Regions from separate parts of the Sus scrofa genome. Here region 2 is linked to region 1. The links are chromatin contacts, called in public HiChIP or PLAC-seq maps. All regions are on one chromosome and are shown on one strand. Each heading gives the region's core, a stretch centred on a gene start, on an enhancer-like site or on the middle of the called end of the contact. The rest is flanking DNA. Distances are from core to core; before and after follow the strand shown. Region 1 holds the start of TOR3A (torsin-3A). Region 2 holds the start of LOC100738642 (torsin-1A-interacting protein 2).

The links. HiChIP or PLAC-seq counts read pairs in DNA pulled down with a chosen protein or histone mark.
Region 2: an H3K27ac HiChIP or PLAC-seq map of skeletal muscle shows a contact between it and region 1, with 3 times the contacts expected there. The contact joins the promoter of LOC100738642 here to the promoter of TOR3A in region 1. A contact is called at or near these places in 2 of 5 promoter capture datasets (fetal skeletal muscle and liver), 3 of 47 Hi-C or Micro-C datasets (heart right ventricle, liver and skeletal muscle) and 2 of 2 datasets of contacts at active chromatin or transcription factors (alveolar macrophages and skeletal muscle).

What each region holds. Positions count from the first base shown.
Region 1 is chr9:120,856,529-120,864,225 of Sscrofa11.1, forward strand. It overlaps TOR3A (torsin-3A), which reads left to right and starts at 3,306. Exons shown (of 6, transcript XM_003130340.5): 1 at 3,306-3,913; 2 at 4,853-4,966; 3 at 5,982-6,247. The coding sequence starts at 3,421.
Region 2 is chr9:121,508,739-121,516,435 of Sscrofa11.1, forward strand. It overlaps LOC100738642 (torsin-1A-interacting protein 2), which reads right to left and starts at 4,041. Exons shown (of 2, transcript XM_005656744.3): 1 at 3,925-4,041. TOR1AIP1 (torsin-1A-interacting protein 1) reads left to right here and starts at 6,953. Exons shown (of 11, transcript XM_021063744.1): 1 at 6,953-7,297; 2 at 7,300-7,697. The coding sequence starts at 7,234. It also overlaps a transcript of TOR1AIP2 not described here.

The DNA.
Region 1 (7,697 bases), core at 2,056-4,555:
CATCCCTCATTAGACACTTGGGCCTGGTGCCCGGTGCCGTCGAGATGATAATGGCTGTCTCTTCCCTCGAAGAGCCATAGTCCTAGCAGAAGAGACTGCTTATGAGGTACCAGATGCTTCAGGCATTGGATAAATTAGAGTGGAAGTGAGGAGCAGGAAAGACTCACCGGAGGTTGAGAGAGGCAGGCAGGACCTACACTGAGGGAAGGGGAGATGGGTCCAGGCTTGACATGGGCTGTGCATAGAACCCACTCCAGGAATGCCAAGCCGGATGCTCAGAAGATACAGGGTCCCCTGGGCCTGTGCTCTCTTTTCAGTACCTGGGTCAGCAGAAATATCCCTGCAGGGCTTTCCTCTGGTTTTCATCAGCTGTGCTGTCTCTGGGGAGGAATTCTCAGTCCACCGTGAAGCTTCAGTTACTCTATTTCAGGGATGTTAAAGGAGCCGCTGGCACATAGACGAGCTGTGAAACATTCATTTGTGTTTTCAGAGTTTGCTTTTTTGTTTGTTTTTGGTCTTTTTAGGGCTGCATTCATGGCATATGGAGGTTCCCAGGCTAGGGATCTAATCAGAGCTACAGCTGCTGGCCTACACCACAGCCACAGCAATGCCAGATCCGAGCCAAATCTGCAACCTACACCACAGCTCATGGCAATGCTGTGAACAATGCCCTGAACAAGGCCAGGGATCGAACCTGCATCCTCATGGATACTAGTCTGGTTCATTAACTGCTGAGGCATGACAGGAACTCCCAGAGTTTGCTTTTTACATGCCAAATTTATTTGGAGATAAAGACTTTTTTTTTTTTACCCAAAAATTGTTTTAAAGGCAGATGAGATTGAACTACACCACAGCTGTGGCAATGCCAGATCCTTAACCCACTGCACCACATGGAAACTTCCCAAAATGCATATTTGATTAAGTTTGGGGCCTAAGTTTCTGTTTTTCTAACAAGCTCCAGGGCAATGCCAAAGCCTCCCGTCCTTGGAGCATTCCTGAGCAGTGCTGAGTTTGCTTGCTAAGGAATCCTAGCTGCCTGTAGTTTTCATAAGAGCCTCTAGGTGTCCCCATCATCCATGAGATCTTGCTCCTAGCGTTACAACCAGGAGCCTCCAAGTGCTGAGAACTGAAATATTAGCAATTTCTTGAAAATAGAGGCTTATCTAAAAACTGGTATTTGTGTTCACTGTTTCTTTGTGGCCCGACTCTGGTGAAAAAAATGTTTATTAGGAAAAATATGTCTTGAGATCAAATCATTTGTCCAAGAACTTCCAAGCTACCTGCTTTATGTACTATGAAATGTTAAATCCAAATCAAAACATCTCAAATATTAGCAGTTAGCCCTACATAAAAGTTACAAGTATATAATTATTTCCACAGTCTTAAAACTTGGATTTTCCTAAAGAAACTAGTGTAAAGACTAGTTGTTTTATCACCATAAGTTAATTCACCGGTACAGTCCACTAGTGTAAATAAAGTCTTCCAAAGCCTCCTGTATAAACCATCCAGAGTCTCCTCCAGGGTGGGGCATATACACTAATAAAGGTTAACCCTTACAGCACCCCTATGAAGTGACTTTTATCTCCATTTTATAGGTGGAGAAACGGAGGCAAATGACAGTTACTTAACACCCAAGGCGACACATAAAAAGTAGTAGGGGCCATTCGGTTACTCACTATACTAGACTGCCATTCATGCTCAAACAACATTTACTGAATGAGTTAATAGTTTCAATTTCCAAATAAGCGTAATTGTGTGTTCCTTGTTAACTGTCCTTTGAAGGGTTTCATGAGTGTCATTGCATATAACACAGCACTGGTGTGGTGGCCTCTGCTCTATGGAAGGTTTGGGTTCAATTCGGCCATTATTCGGAACGGCTAAGACACGATATAAGGTTACTTTTCTTTTTTTTTTTTTTGTCTTTTGTTGTTGTTGTTGTTGCTATTTCTTGGGCCGCTCCCGTGGCATATGGAGGTTCCCAGGCTAGGGGTTGAATCAGAGCTGTAGCCACCGGCCTACGCCAGAGCCACAGCAATGCAGGATCCGAGCCGCGTCTGCAACCTACACCACAGCTCACGGCAACGCCGGATCGTTAACCCACTGAGCAAGGGCAGGAATCGAACCCGCAACCTCATGGTTCCTAGTCGGATTCGTTAACCACTGCACCACGACGGGAACTCCTAATGTTACTTTTCAATTTAACTGTCGGTATTCTCACACAGGTGCTTATCTGCTCTCTATAGCTGTTTGAATGCAAGGCAGGAGCACATTTGGTGAGCTCTTGAGGATGGAGCAGACCTGGCCGGCACTGAGTGTAATCTAAGAGACTGGAGGAGTTCCCATCGTGGCTCAGTGGTTAACGAACCAGACTAGGAATCATGAGGTTGCGGGTTCCTGGCCTCACTCAGTGGGTGAAGGATCTGGCGTTGCGTGAGCTGTGGTGTAGGTCGCAGATGCGGCTCAGATCCTGCGTTGCTGTGGCTCTGGCATAGGCCAGTGGCTACAGCTCCGATTAGACCCCTAGCCTGGGAATCTCCATGTACCACAGGTGCGGCCCTAGAAAAGACAAAAAAAAAAAAAAAAAAAAAAAATACTGGAATGAACATACAAATCAATTTGGCTGTGACATTTGTGAGATGTGATGTGGTGCTAGGAGAGCCCAGCCTCAAGGCCACTGAACCTATGAAATTAGTCAAGTCTCAGGATTTCTAGACAGAAGTTTCTTCCTAGGACAAGGTGGTGCTTAGGCCAGTGGCTTCAGGTGATCTTGAAAAATGCATTAAGCTCTTCAGAAATCTCGCAATCTCCTTACATGTTATGGAGAAGGGAGTCCCTGGAAAAAGGCCCTCAGGTCTTGCCAGTGGTATCTGAGAAGGTGCTCACCCTCATAAGCACTTCAACGCTGCAAACTTAGCCAAGGAAGTGCACCCAGTACTCAGCTAACTTGTTTTTAAAGGGCTATGGTTACACTGACATGAAACCTTGGGAGTTTCCCATGATTCTGGGCGTTTCTAAAACCCAAATACCTCCAGACTGCAGCCCACCAGCTTCCTCTTGCTTTTGGTAGACTCCCAGCTGTAGCAGAAACCCGCTGATCATTTGCTTCTCTCATTTCCCTTTGTAGAGGAGCCAGGCCCAGGGCCGACTTCCCCAGCAACTCAAGCTCCAGGGTGAGATGGTTGCCTAGTTTCTACTAACAGGTTGACCGGAAGATGATCTGCGGCCAAGGAAACAAGGCAAAATGGGTGCCCTAATTTGGTGGGCTTCAGATGGGCCACCAGAGACCCCGAAACCAACGGGTGATTGACAGTGGCCATCTCAAGGCCTGACTTCGACTTCTTCGCAACCACAGTCGTCCAGATAGACTGCTGCCTGGCAGCGAGACCCCGCTGGGTGGCGGAACCCACAGTCGGCCTCTGGATGCCCTCCCGGGCTCCAGTCGGTTTCGGTTCCCGGCGGACGCCAGGTTCGCCCTGGGTCACGTGGGGGCGAGTTCAGCTGCCTGCGGTTCCCAGGGCAACGCCAATCCCCAGCCAATCAGGGCCTCGGAAGTGCCGGCGCCCGCCCGCCAGCCCGGGGCTCCAAAGGGCCGAGAGGGCCGGGCGGCGGAGGGGAGCGGTAGCAGGGCTGGCCATGCTTTGCGGCCGGCGGCATCCGTTCTGCCTCTGGCTCTGGCTCCTGCTGCTTCTACTGCTGCCGCCGCCCCCGGGCGCGCGGGGACACGGCGACCACGCGAGGTCGAGGGACGAGGCGGCAGAGGCGGACTCGGGTCGGGCCTGGAAGGCCTTCCAGCGCTTGCGGGAGCATCTGAGGGCGGCCGGCGCCCTCTCCAGACGCTACTGGGCCCTCTTCAGCTGCCGCCTGTGGCCCGAGGCCTGTGGGAAGGATGAGGAAGCGCCCGCGCGGCCCCTGGGTAAGACTCGCTGGCTCAGGAAGGCGGGGGCGCGCGGGCAGAAGCGCGGGGCACAGTGCTTCGGGGTGCAGTTCGGAGCCTCGCGCCGGCCCTAGGACGCAGGCCGGCGCCTTAGCCTGCGGCGCTGCTGTTCCGGCCAGACTGAGGGCCCGGCAGCATCATTCCAAATTGCTGCTCTTGCCCACCTTCTCCATGGCTTTAAGGAAAGTTCCTGGTTGGAGACACCCTTCAAGTACCTCCCCCTCCTCCTCCTCTGCTGCTTATGGAGCCGGGGCCTGGGTTATGAGTCCGCCGCACCGAGTTCTGATTTCTGTCTCTGACAAATGGTGTGGCAGTGTTGTCACATCACTGTCGTGGACTCGGTGATCTCTGAGGCGCCTTTGCAATCGATGTCGTTAATTCTAGGTCCTGGAATAGGAATGCTGTAATGGTCCCCCTGCTAGAAATATCTTTCATTTAAATTCAAAGCCTTCTAAATTCCAAGTGAATGGTTTTTGTATAGTCTTTTGTTTTAGTCTTTGTGTTTGGTTTTTGTTACTGATGGGTATATTCAAACTGACATTTGATAAAAGTATTGAGACACTTGGGGTTGGCCATAATCAGATGATTCTGGAATCCAAAGCAAGTAGGAAGAAGGATAATCACCAGTTACTGTCTGTCTCCCTGCCGGACCAGCAGGGCCTGGGTTTCTTACATTCTGGACAAAGTGCTTAAGGCTGATTTGTTGGGTAAATTGAGCTTTTGCTGCAGCTAGAGCTGCATCTGTAGTGTAGCAAGGCCATCCACCCACTTCCTCAGAGCTGGAGGCGCCCAGTCTTGCACCCTCCCTGCTGAGGCACTGCTCAGGAGAACAGAAGAGCCTGGTTGGTGGTAGGGAGGCAGTGTTCCCTCTCCTCAACTCTGGGCACCGCCCCTGTCTCACAGCTCCTCCTTTTCCAGGCTGGAGTCTTCCCCTGCTGGGCCAGCAGTACCTGGATATCCTGACCACGTGGTACTGCAGCTTCCAGGACTGCTGTGACAGTGGGGACTGTAGGATCATCAACAACTTCACAGGTAGGACCTTACAGCCCTAAGGGCCAGGAATCTTCAGGGAGGGGAAGCAATTCAGGGAAATGTCAGGGTGAAGGGCGCCCACCTCTTTCTGCCCACAGCTGGCAGCCTCCCTGTCTCCACCATGGCTCCCAGAGGCCATGATCCAAACCCTGCAACCTCACAGCTGAGAGGAAGGAAGGCCTAGCAGAGGGCTTTGTACACACTAGCTGCCTTCAGCAGGTGTTTGCTGGATTGAATTGAAATGGTAAAATGAGGGAGTTACCGTTGTGGCGCAGCGGAAACGAATCCTACTGTGAACCATGAGGTTGCGGATTCGATCCCTTGTCTTGCTCAGTGAGTTAAGGATCAAGCATCGCATGAGCTGTGGTGTAGGTCTCAGATGCAACTCAGATCTGGTGTGGCTGTGACTGTGGCGTAGGTTGGCAGCTACACCTCCAATTAGACCCCTAGCCTGAGAACCTCCATATGCCGCAGGTGTGGCCCTCAGAAAAACAAAAGACCAAAAGAAAAAGAAAATTATAAAATGAGGAGTTCCCGTCGTGGCTCAGCAGTTAACGAATCTGATTAGGAACCATGAGGTTGCGGGTTCAATCCCTGGCCTTGCTCAGTGGGTTAAGGATCTGGCATTGCCCTGAGCTATGGTGTAGGTCGCAGACGTGGCTCAATCCCACGTTGCTGTGGTGCTGGCATAGGCCAGTGGCTACAGCTCGGATCGGACCCCTAGCCTGGGAACCTCCATATGCCGCAGGTGCGGCCCTAAAAAGACAAAAAGGGGCGGAGCAGTGATTCCATTCTCTCCCTTATGTCAGTCTTGATTTCTCAAACTCTTTAGCAAATAGCCCTGAATCTCTTCCATTGCAAGGTCTGCCTGGTGGCTTCTTGTATGGAGGCCACCAAACAGGATGGCTTTCACCTCAGAGATAGATGTTCACTGCTCCGTCTCTTGGCCATCGCGGAGCCTGGAGGGGACAGTGCCTGTGGGCCCTTCTCACAATGGCCTCGTTCCCACCCCTAGGCCTAGAGGCCGACCTGCGCGTGCGACTGCACGGTCAGCACCTGGCCCGGGAGCTGGTCTTGGCGGCAGTAAGGGGCTACCTAGAGCTGCCCCAGCCAGACAAGGCCCTGGCTCTGTCGTTCCATGGCTCGTCTGGCACAGGCAAGAACTTCATGGCTCGGCTGCTGGCGGAGAACCTGTTCCGGGATGGGCTGAGGAGCAACTGCGTCCAGGTGTTCATAGCCACGCTGCACTTCCCTCACCCCAAGTATGTGGACCAGTACAAGGTGAGGCCGGCTGCCTGGGCTGGGCCTCACACAGGCTTGTGCAGCCCCGGGCCCAGGCCTCTGGGCAGGAAGGCGGCCCAGGCCAGCCGTGGGTGTGGGGAGGAGGAGGGACCTGTAACCCGCAGAGGCATCCGCGACACCCAGATGAGGCCATGGACGTGTGGAGGAAAGCACAGGTCCCAAACTGCCGGGCTGTGTCCTTGCCGGCTGCACAGGGGGGGCCAGACACAAGCTGGACCAGAGGATCCGTGTGTTCATTTTTCTTTTTTTTTTAATCTATATATAATGATTCTTATTTTTTTCCATTATAGCTGGTTTACAGTGTTCTGTCAATTCTCTGCCGTACAGCAGGTGACCCAGTCACACATACATGTATAGATTCTTTTTTCTCCCATTATCCGGCTCCGTCATAGGGGACTAGACATAGTTCCCAGGATCTCATTGCTAATCTGTTCCAAAGGCAATAGTCTGCATCCATCAACCCCAGATTCCCAGTCCACGCTCTTCTGGGTTTCGTTCAATCAGACATGTAGCCAGACGATGACCAAGCCCCACTGCAGCATGACAGAGGTGACAGAGTCTGTCTTTGGCCTTCCGCTCCAATATTTGGAGTGTGTTAACTTGGGAAGATTATGTAAGCCTTTGAGGGCAGACTGCCCGAGTCACCTGGCAGTTCTGGTGTGGCCTTGGAGGTCAGGGGCAGCCAAATGCTCCTAAGGGCAGGCAGCTGGTCAGACAGGCCTCCTCCGAGAGAACAGCCTGGCTTTGCAGTAAAGCTGCTGTGAAGCTCAGCTTCCCCACTCGGAAGACCGACATGTACACACTCTCCCACCCTCCGCACATCCTCTCACACACACTCAGGGGGCAGGGGCTGAGGTCAGAATCCAGGTGGCAGGAGCTGGCTCTGATCTCTGGGGGAACCCTGCCAAGCAGCCTCTTTTCAGTCGAGGGCTTACTGTCCTGCCTGGGATGGGGAACTCCAGTTTGGCATTAGCTGGGTCCCAGACAAGTCCTCCCCAGCCTAGCCTGGCGCCCATGGGTGTTCTCCTCCTGGGAATTCAAGACGGGACTGGCCGCCTCCGGGCACTCCGGCCTGTCTCTGCTTGTCACCCCGTGTGAGAGCCTGACTCTTGCCCCTGGGGAGGGTGAATGAGCTGTCCGTTCTAGGGTGGAACCGCATCCAGAAAGGGAGGGAGCAGGTGTGGCCATTTCCCAAGGGCAGCCAGGCCCGCTCCCTCTCCCCAGGCTGGCTCCACCTGGTTGGCTTTCAAACCTTAAGGTGCTGGAGAATCACCTGGGAAGCTCGGGAAGGCAGATGCCCTCGCTCCACCCCCAGGGGTTGGATCTGGCAGTTCTAGGGCGGAACCCAGCCCCAAGTGATCCACTGCAGAGGCTCTGGAGAAACCGCGCCTCCCCTCACCGGGGGCCCTCGGGGCTGGCAGGCTCCTCC
Region 2 (7,697 bases), core at 2,791-5,290, 650 kb after region 1:
AACAGGGAGATCTAGTGCCAAACTTAGGTATTTCTGCACTGGTTTTGTGTGTGCTGAAAACTAAGTAAGTCTTGCTCATTCCTCTGTACCGTATCCATTGTCATAATATGCTGGGATTATTATTTTCACCATCTCCCATTCACTTCCCAGTGTTTTCGCTGAATAGTACTTACTCCAAATTTTTGAAAAGGAGGTTGAGAAAGTACTAAAAACTATAAAAGCACTGTACTTACTTCCTCAGGGAACTGTTCCTTATATGGGGACTGGATACCTGGATTAGTTCAGATATGTATTTTTTTCTGACTACAGAAGGTCTCTTCCTTCTTACCCTTCCTCTTACTTCCTCCCAATTCCCTTGCCTTGTATCTCAGGTTTAGGTTGACCCATGTAGAGGCAAAAAGCAATGCACAAAGGATCAGAGTCTGCTACGATTTCTGACAAATTCTTGGAGTTGTTCCTTCTCAAACCCTATGTCAGTATGGTGTCATGACCACTTACTTTATGGGTTAAATTCTAGTACTACCATTATTCACTTTGTTACTCAAGTTGTTCCAACTTTGGCCGTCATGAGCTCCTTCAAGTTGCTTCCGTGTCCTTTCAACAAGCCAACTTTTTTGAGCATTTCCTTAATTCAAGGCATCACAAGATGTTCCAGGCTTATCTTGTATTCTCCCTGTCCCAGCCCTGGAATCAAGGACTTCTCAAAAAAAAAAAAAAAAAAATTCCTGGTTCCTTTTATCAGAGGATAGTGCTTAAAAACAAGGGCTCAGGTGCCCACTGCTACTGGGGTTTCACTAAGAGAACAAGCACCACTAATATTGTTTCCTTATGAAACTCATTACCTGGAAATCATTAGCATCCCCTGGGAGCTCATCAGAACCTCAAATTCTTGGGTCCCATCCTAGACTCACCAGACCAGAATCTTTGAGGGTCTGGTGCAGGAATCTTCGTTTTAACAAGTTCACCAGATAATTGTGACACCTGCTATAAGGTTAAAGAAGCACTGTTTCAATGAAGAAAAGCTGGTTTCCTGTCACTATATACCATACCATGTTTATCTCTAATTTTAAAAGGGTACATTTAGTCTTAATAAGTTGTCTCGGGTATAAATCGTATATATTTTTGTTTGTTTTAGGGCTGCACCCGTGGCATATGGAGGTTCTCAGGCTAGGGGTCAAATCGGAGCTGGAGCTGCCCGCCTACACCACAGCCACAGCAACACCAGATCTGAGACTTGTCTGCGACCTACACCACAGCTCAAGGCAATGCTGGATCCTTAACCCACTGAGCGAGGCCAGGAATCGAACCTGCGTCCTCATGGATGCTAGTCAGGTTCATTTCTGCTGAGCCACGATGGGAACTCCTAAATCATATTTTTACTGCCACAACTAATAAAACCATAAGTGAATGCTTCACCTGTTAAGGCACTAAACACATCCCTACCCTTGTTTTTCTGAAAAATTTGTTTTACATGTGGTGGTCATGGTAGTTATAAAGTGCAAATACTGTTTGTTACTCTTATACAAAGAAGTTGCACATCAGCCTCCAGGATCAACTCCTGCCTATATATGTGACCCAACATCCACACAGTGAATCTATAAATATGAGACCCTTGCAGCATTGTCCTCCAAAGTCAGACTGCCTAGGCCTGAATGAGAGCTCCAGCGCCTGACTTGGTGAACTCTCCCCCATTTCCCTGGTTTTCTTAACCACAAAATGGAATAACACTACCTAGATGAAAGCAGCATTATGAGGGTTAAAGAGAAAAATGTGCAGCCCTTAAAACTATGGGGACACAAAAGAAGTCTCAGGAAGAAGTGTTTATAATTATTTGAACTATTAAGTAAAAGTGCAACTAGACAGTTGTTTATTTTTTGGAGTGGGGAAAGCAAGAGGAAACTGGGCTAGAGGAAAGTCCCGTTGTTTCTTCAGTAGACGGATGAGAACAAAGGCAGAACCAGAAAGCTCTATTTATATAATTAAAGCTCTGAGAAATTTACAAACCAATGTTTAAATTTGCATTTTTTTCAAAAATTTTATTACATTTAGATTATATATACCCATGGTCAAGGGCTAAAGAGTACATAAAAGTCAAAATAATTTGATTTGTTGAGGTAATGGAATTACAGGTGAATTTTCTTTTTTTGTCTTTAGGGCCACACCTGCAGCATATGAAGGTTCCCAGGCTAGGGGTCAAATTGGAGCTGTAGCTGCTGGCTTACACCACCGCCACAGCAACACCAGATCCAAGCCATGTCTGCGGCCTACACAACAGCTCCCGGTAATGCCGGATCCTTAACTCACAGAGCGAGGCCAGGGATCAAACCTGTGTCCTCATGGATACCCGTCAGATTCGTCTCCACAGAGCCACGACAGGAACTCCTTTTCTTTCTATTTTGATTACCAAAACCATATGCCAATTCTTTAATATTAGTTAAGAGTTAAGCAGTCCAATTAATAACTGTTTCCACTTACTGAGTCCTTAAACTATCCCATTTAATTTTCTTTCTTGATTCATAAATATTTGATCTGCTGTGCAAAACTTATAATAAATGATAATCACTATACTGAATTCTCTCTTGGGGGACACAGTAGTAGCCATAAAATATAGACTATTACTGAAATTTTAACACAATTACAATTCTAAATACAAAGTTAAAAGCCTAGAGCAAACTGTGCTTTTCTGAGCAAACTTTCCTTGAGAAGTTCAAGTGACACTTCAGAGAAATTGGATTTCTGTTGCATACAGTTTACAATTGTTTCCTAGGCAAAAATAAATTACATACCAGACACTACACATTATTAAAATTCCCAATAATCCTCAAATAATTAGTTAAATTCTTAAGTTACTTTATGTGTGAATTATGGAGACTCTCGGGCTAGTATTATCTCTACGTTAGGAAGAAAAACAAGTGAAACAGAGCTTAAATGAGTCACGTATGGCTATGTGATAAACCAGCAGCAAAACTGGTAATCAAGTTGTGGACTCTGCATTCAGCATAATAAACATTACTGAGGGGAGGCTCTCAAAATTGTCACAGCAAATGTCAGTTTTTCCAACTGTTCTAGTCTACACAAAGGCCTTCAGGAACGTTTTTAGTTCCTCTACCACTAGTTCCTTTTGAAATTAAATTATTTTCCACTGGCCATTTATATACGAGCCCTGTGCTTGAAAAACAAAACTGATAAATATGGATAACAACCACAGCCCCGATTCTTAAAAAACAGATTAGGAAAGGATCCAAAACAAAATGGTTTATGTTGGATCTAGATCCAAAACAAAATGTTTTAAAACCGAAAGACAGGTAAAACTGAAACAAAATACGTTGAATCAGATTAAGATAACTCATTTCTGTATCTGTGTACGAAACAAGCATTACTGATTTAGTAGAGAGTACACTTTTTTGAAGGAGGGAAAAAGAAGAAAACTTTCTCACTAGGTATGATAATACAGTTGGGAATACCTATACGCTATGTAAGAAATTAGTAATTATAGAGTCTTACTTCAAACTTGGTCTTTTCAGTACCATTAAGGCTAAAAGGCGGGGCGGGAGGGTGGGCACTATCTTACAAGGATCAAGACGACGAATGGATGGGATCCTGTTAAGCACGGAAGAAAAGAGAGTAATCACCACCTGTACTGGTAGTTTGCCCGTTTACATTTGAACCTTACAGGAATTCTGCTTCTCATCGCAAAGTCCGAACCAAGCATTTATTCCCACCTTGCTCTATTTAATGTTTACACAATTCTGTTTCTCTTTTTCCACTCCAAAACAAAAATATACCTCCAACCTGCTCCGTTTAAGGGTTTTGCGGTAGGGAGGTGGGGGTGGGGAGGGATCGTTTCTGAAAGATATTTAAAAAGAAGATATCAGATCAAATATTAAAACATGGAAAAGTTGTATATACATTTTACTCACTTACAAATTCTAGCGGGGCTTTAAATCGTCGACTGTCAACGTCAGGAGAGCCCTTCGAGGGTCCTTTCTGCTCCCCAACGCCGGGCTGCACCCCTCCGACGCGGCAGAACAGAACGTCGTCCCCGTCCCAGCCCACGTGACGGCGACCTCCGAGGGGAGGGCAGGCGCCCGCGGAATGCTGGGACTGGTAGGCGCCGGCCCCTCCTCCCTGCAGTCGGCACCTCCCTCTCACTCCCCGGCGCCGGCCAGCGCCCGGGCACGAGGCTGCAGGCGCCGTGAGCGCGCACTCGCGCTGCTCTCTGACCCGGAGGCGAGCGTCTCTCTGCCAGACGTCGGATGACCCTAATTCTCCCTTAAAAAAACCCCGAAAGTTCATAGGCTCAAAGAACCAGTGGAAGCAACACAGTGAGGGGCACTACCCCATGATAATGGCAAGCACCAGTCCGACTTGACTTAGAACCTGGCCTCTACCATTACGAGGTGCTTGTCCTGATCTAAACCTCAGTTTGCTGGTGTCCAATGGGGCAAGGCTACATACCTCATCAGGTGGCTGTGAGTAAATGAGCTAAAGTGCGCAAGAGTGTCTGCTAAATGACTGTAGTAAATGATGAATAAAAGCCATTATCTGATCTATTAATCTTATGTGAAAATTGAGATGGCAATTTACCCAAGAACAACTAATTGGGCAAAGTCAAGTCTAAAATTCTAGTTCCTGACCTGCACCAATTCAAGACAGCATAGAAGAAATCTACATAAATCTCGACTTCCCCTCTGCTAATTTTTTTCCAAACACTTCTGACCAACGCACTATTTTACTTACTATAATTTTTATCTGACTCCCATAGAATATGAAATCCAAGGCAGGGAGGGTTGGTTTTAGGTCTATTTTTTACTGCTGTATCCCAGCACCTAGAACAGCTTTTGTCTGGTGCATAGCATAACCCCCAATATTAACTGGACTAATGCTTCTTCATGTAACTGATTTTTGGTGTCTTCACCTTGCAACCATCCTCTTTTGGCAGAAGACACAGGATTTGGGAACATCTTGGATGCTTTTTAATTGTTTGACTGCAATTTCTAATTCAACAAACAATAAGAGGAAGAATACTACATTCTAGTCACTTTATTGAGTTTTAATTTCTTAATTTCAGTATAATATCTCAAGCTAGATGTTTTCATTTGTATTAAGTCTTGAAAATATTTTTCTGTTGATGTGAGATGGGGAATAAATGCAGCTAACTCCTATGTCTTTAATTTACTTCCTCTAAATATTTTAATCTTTTCCTTATTAAAAATAACAATGTTACCTCTTTCTACCAAGATACAATCCCCAAAGTTATTTCCCTATTGACCAGAAATGTAGATATTATGCACAATGACTTGATAAATTCTTTCTCAGTAAATAACAGGATTTCTGGTTACCCTAAACTAAAAATTCATGTTCAAAAATTATCATTTAAAATAGCTCCTTTACTTAGAAATCCAGTGTCAAGAACATTAGATTTCTAGACCTAGGCCTAAGAGCAAGGTATTTCACTTAATGCCAGTCACTTAACCTGAATTTTACTATTTTGCATGTCTTCCCTAATACATGGCAAATTCTCTCAGGGTAAAGAAAACTCTCATTAATTTAATTCATATACTTATGAATACGTATTCATATATCCTAGTAGACGCTTAAATTAATGAGTACATTGTTCTAATCATTTCTTCTCTTGTTCTCTTTTGATTCACTAAATTCCTCCACATATCTCAAACTCCTAAAGTAACATCCAGAGCTCATGATTCCTTTTGGTATTGATGGCCAAGCAATTCCCTTATATTAGCTATGAATCTACTGTCTATGCAATGTCACCTCTTTTGGGCCACCCCTGTAGTCTGGAAAACATCTACAGCAGAACATCTGGTTTGACAAGAGTTTAGCTTTACCTCAGTTAGTGATGAAAGTTGGTATTTGTAAGATTACTAGGTGTGGAGGCACGTAGGGCAGAGCTAGAATTATGTATCCTTATTACCTAGACAAAAGAGGGAAAATCCTAAGCAAATATACTGTTAAGGTCCAAGTTTCTATATAGTCACCTGTCCTGGCAACTGTTTTAAAGAGGCTCTTAATATATGCATTCCTGATTAGTAATCCTATAAAGTTTTATACACTTTAATGACTTTATTACAGAACCTTTATCATATGAATGAGTAATTTAATAGGCACCTATAAACTATTGCCTAAAAAATAAAAGGCGGGTACTAACCAAGTGTGAACATTTCCCAGCATTTTGTTAGAAAAGATCTAAGTCCCACATATTTCCAAATAATATCTAATGCAGGTTGACGAGGAAGAAGATGCTTTTCACCAAAGATTTTTAAAAAGTGTCATTTCCCATGCTGCTACTCCTTCAGTTTCTTTGGCTGTATTGTATAAACAAGACTAAACTAAGTGCAGTTCCTAACAGGCAGAAACCTAAGCGATTCTGCCTGTAACACAGCACTAACATGGTTTCTGAACAGTGCTGCTGGAATAGAGTTTTTATCCGAAGCCAGGAATGTTCGCTGTGTGTGCATTTTACACACGGGAATCCACCCGAGTCAACCTGTAGATCCGATTTTGTACACTCAACTGTGACTTAAAAACCTAAAACCGGTTAACTGCCTTCACGAGGAGCTTGAAACTAATATTTTCTCCAAGCAGAGAGGAAACCTGCAAAAGTACCTTTCTTATCACCCCTGCTAGGGGCACATGGAAAGGTACGGCTAAGGCAGCAGTCGATCAAAAAGGCAGCGGGGAAAGTGCGCAACAGCCTGGGCTCAAGGACCGAAACTCCCCCTCGAGCCCGTCTCGCCCCGCCTTCCCCAGGGACTCGGTATGGGGGCCGGGCCGGCCCGGGCGTCTCCTGCGTGCGGGCAACAAATAGTCGCCACGAGCAGCTGGGCAGAGGACTGGCTACTTGCCCAGCCAGTTGTCCCTTCTCCGTCGTCCCCCACCCCTCCTCCTCCCCGAAGGCTGAGAACAGCGACGTCCTCCTCCCTCTTCTCCTCCTCTTTGGTGCCTTCAGCCAAGAGGCGGGAGTGACCCGCGGCAGCTGACCCAGCACCGGCACTGCCTGTCCCACAGCCCTCAGAACACACCATGGGCCCAGAGGCAGGTTTGCAGCACAGCAGCGACGACGCCAGCGGCAGCCCGGGCGACTCTCAACTGCCTCCCTGACCGCCGACACCACCGCCCACTACCCCGAAAAGCCATCGCCCGCAAAGGGAGAAGAATCTACAGGCTCCCCCGAAATCATCTTAGCGATCGACTCAAGCTACGTCAACAACTATGGCGAGCGAGGAGCGGCGGGCGGAGCCGGTGAGGGAAGGATGGGGGGTGTACGTCACGCCCAGGGCCCGCTGAGGGAAGGAAGGTCCCGGCTCGCCCCTCAAAATGGCGGCGGCAGTGATGCGCCTGCGTACGGAACTCCTACGCCGCCGCGCCACAGCCGGCGGGAAGTGAGGTTCTCAGAAGAGCCGCCCGAAGTGTACGGCGACTTCGAGCCCCGGGCGGCCAAAGAAAAGGTCCCGGTGGGAAGGCAGATTCCGCTAGAAGAGTTCCGGCCCGATTCAGCGAAAGAGGAAGTGAGAGAAAGCGCTTATTACCTTCGGTCTCGGCGGCAGAGGCAGCCGCGGCTCCCGGAAGCCGAGGAGATGAAAACGCGAAGGGGTACCCGCCTCCAGCAGCAGCAGCAGCAGCCTCACTCACAGCCGCCTCCGCTCCAGTCGTCTCCGGTCACGACCAGGAGAGGA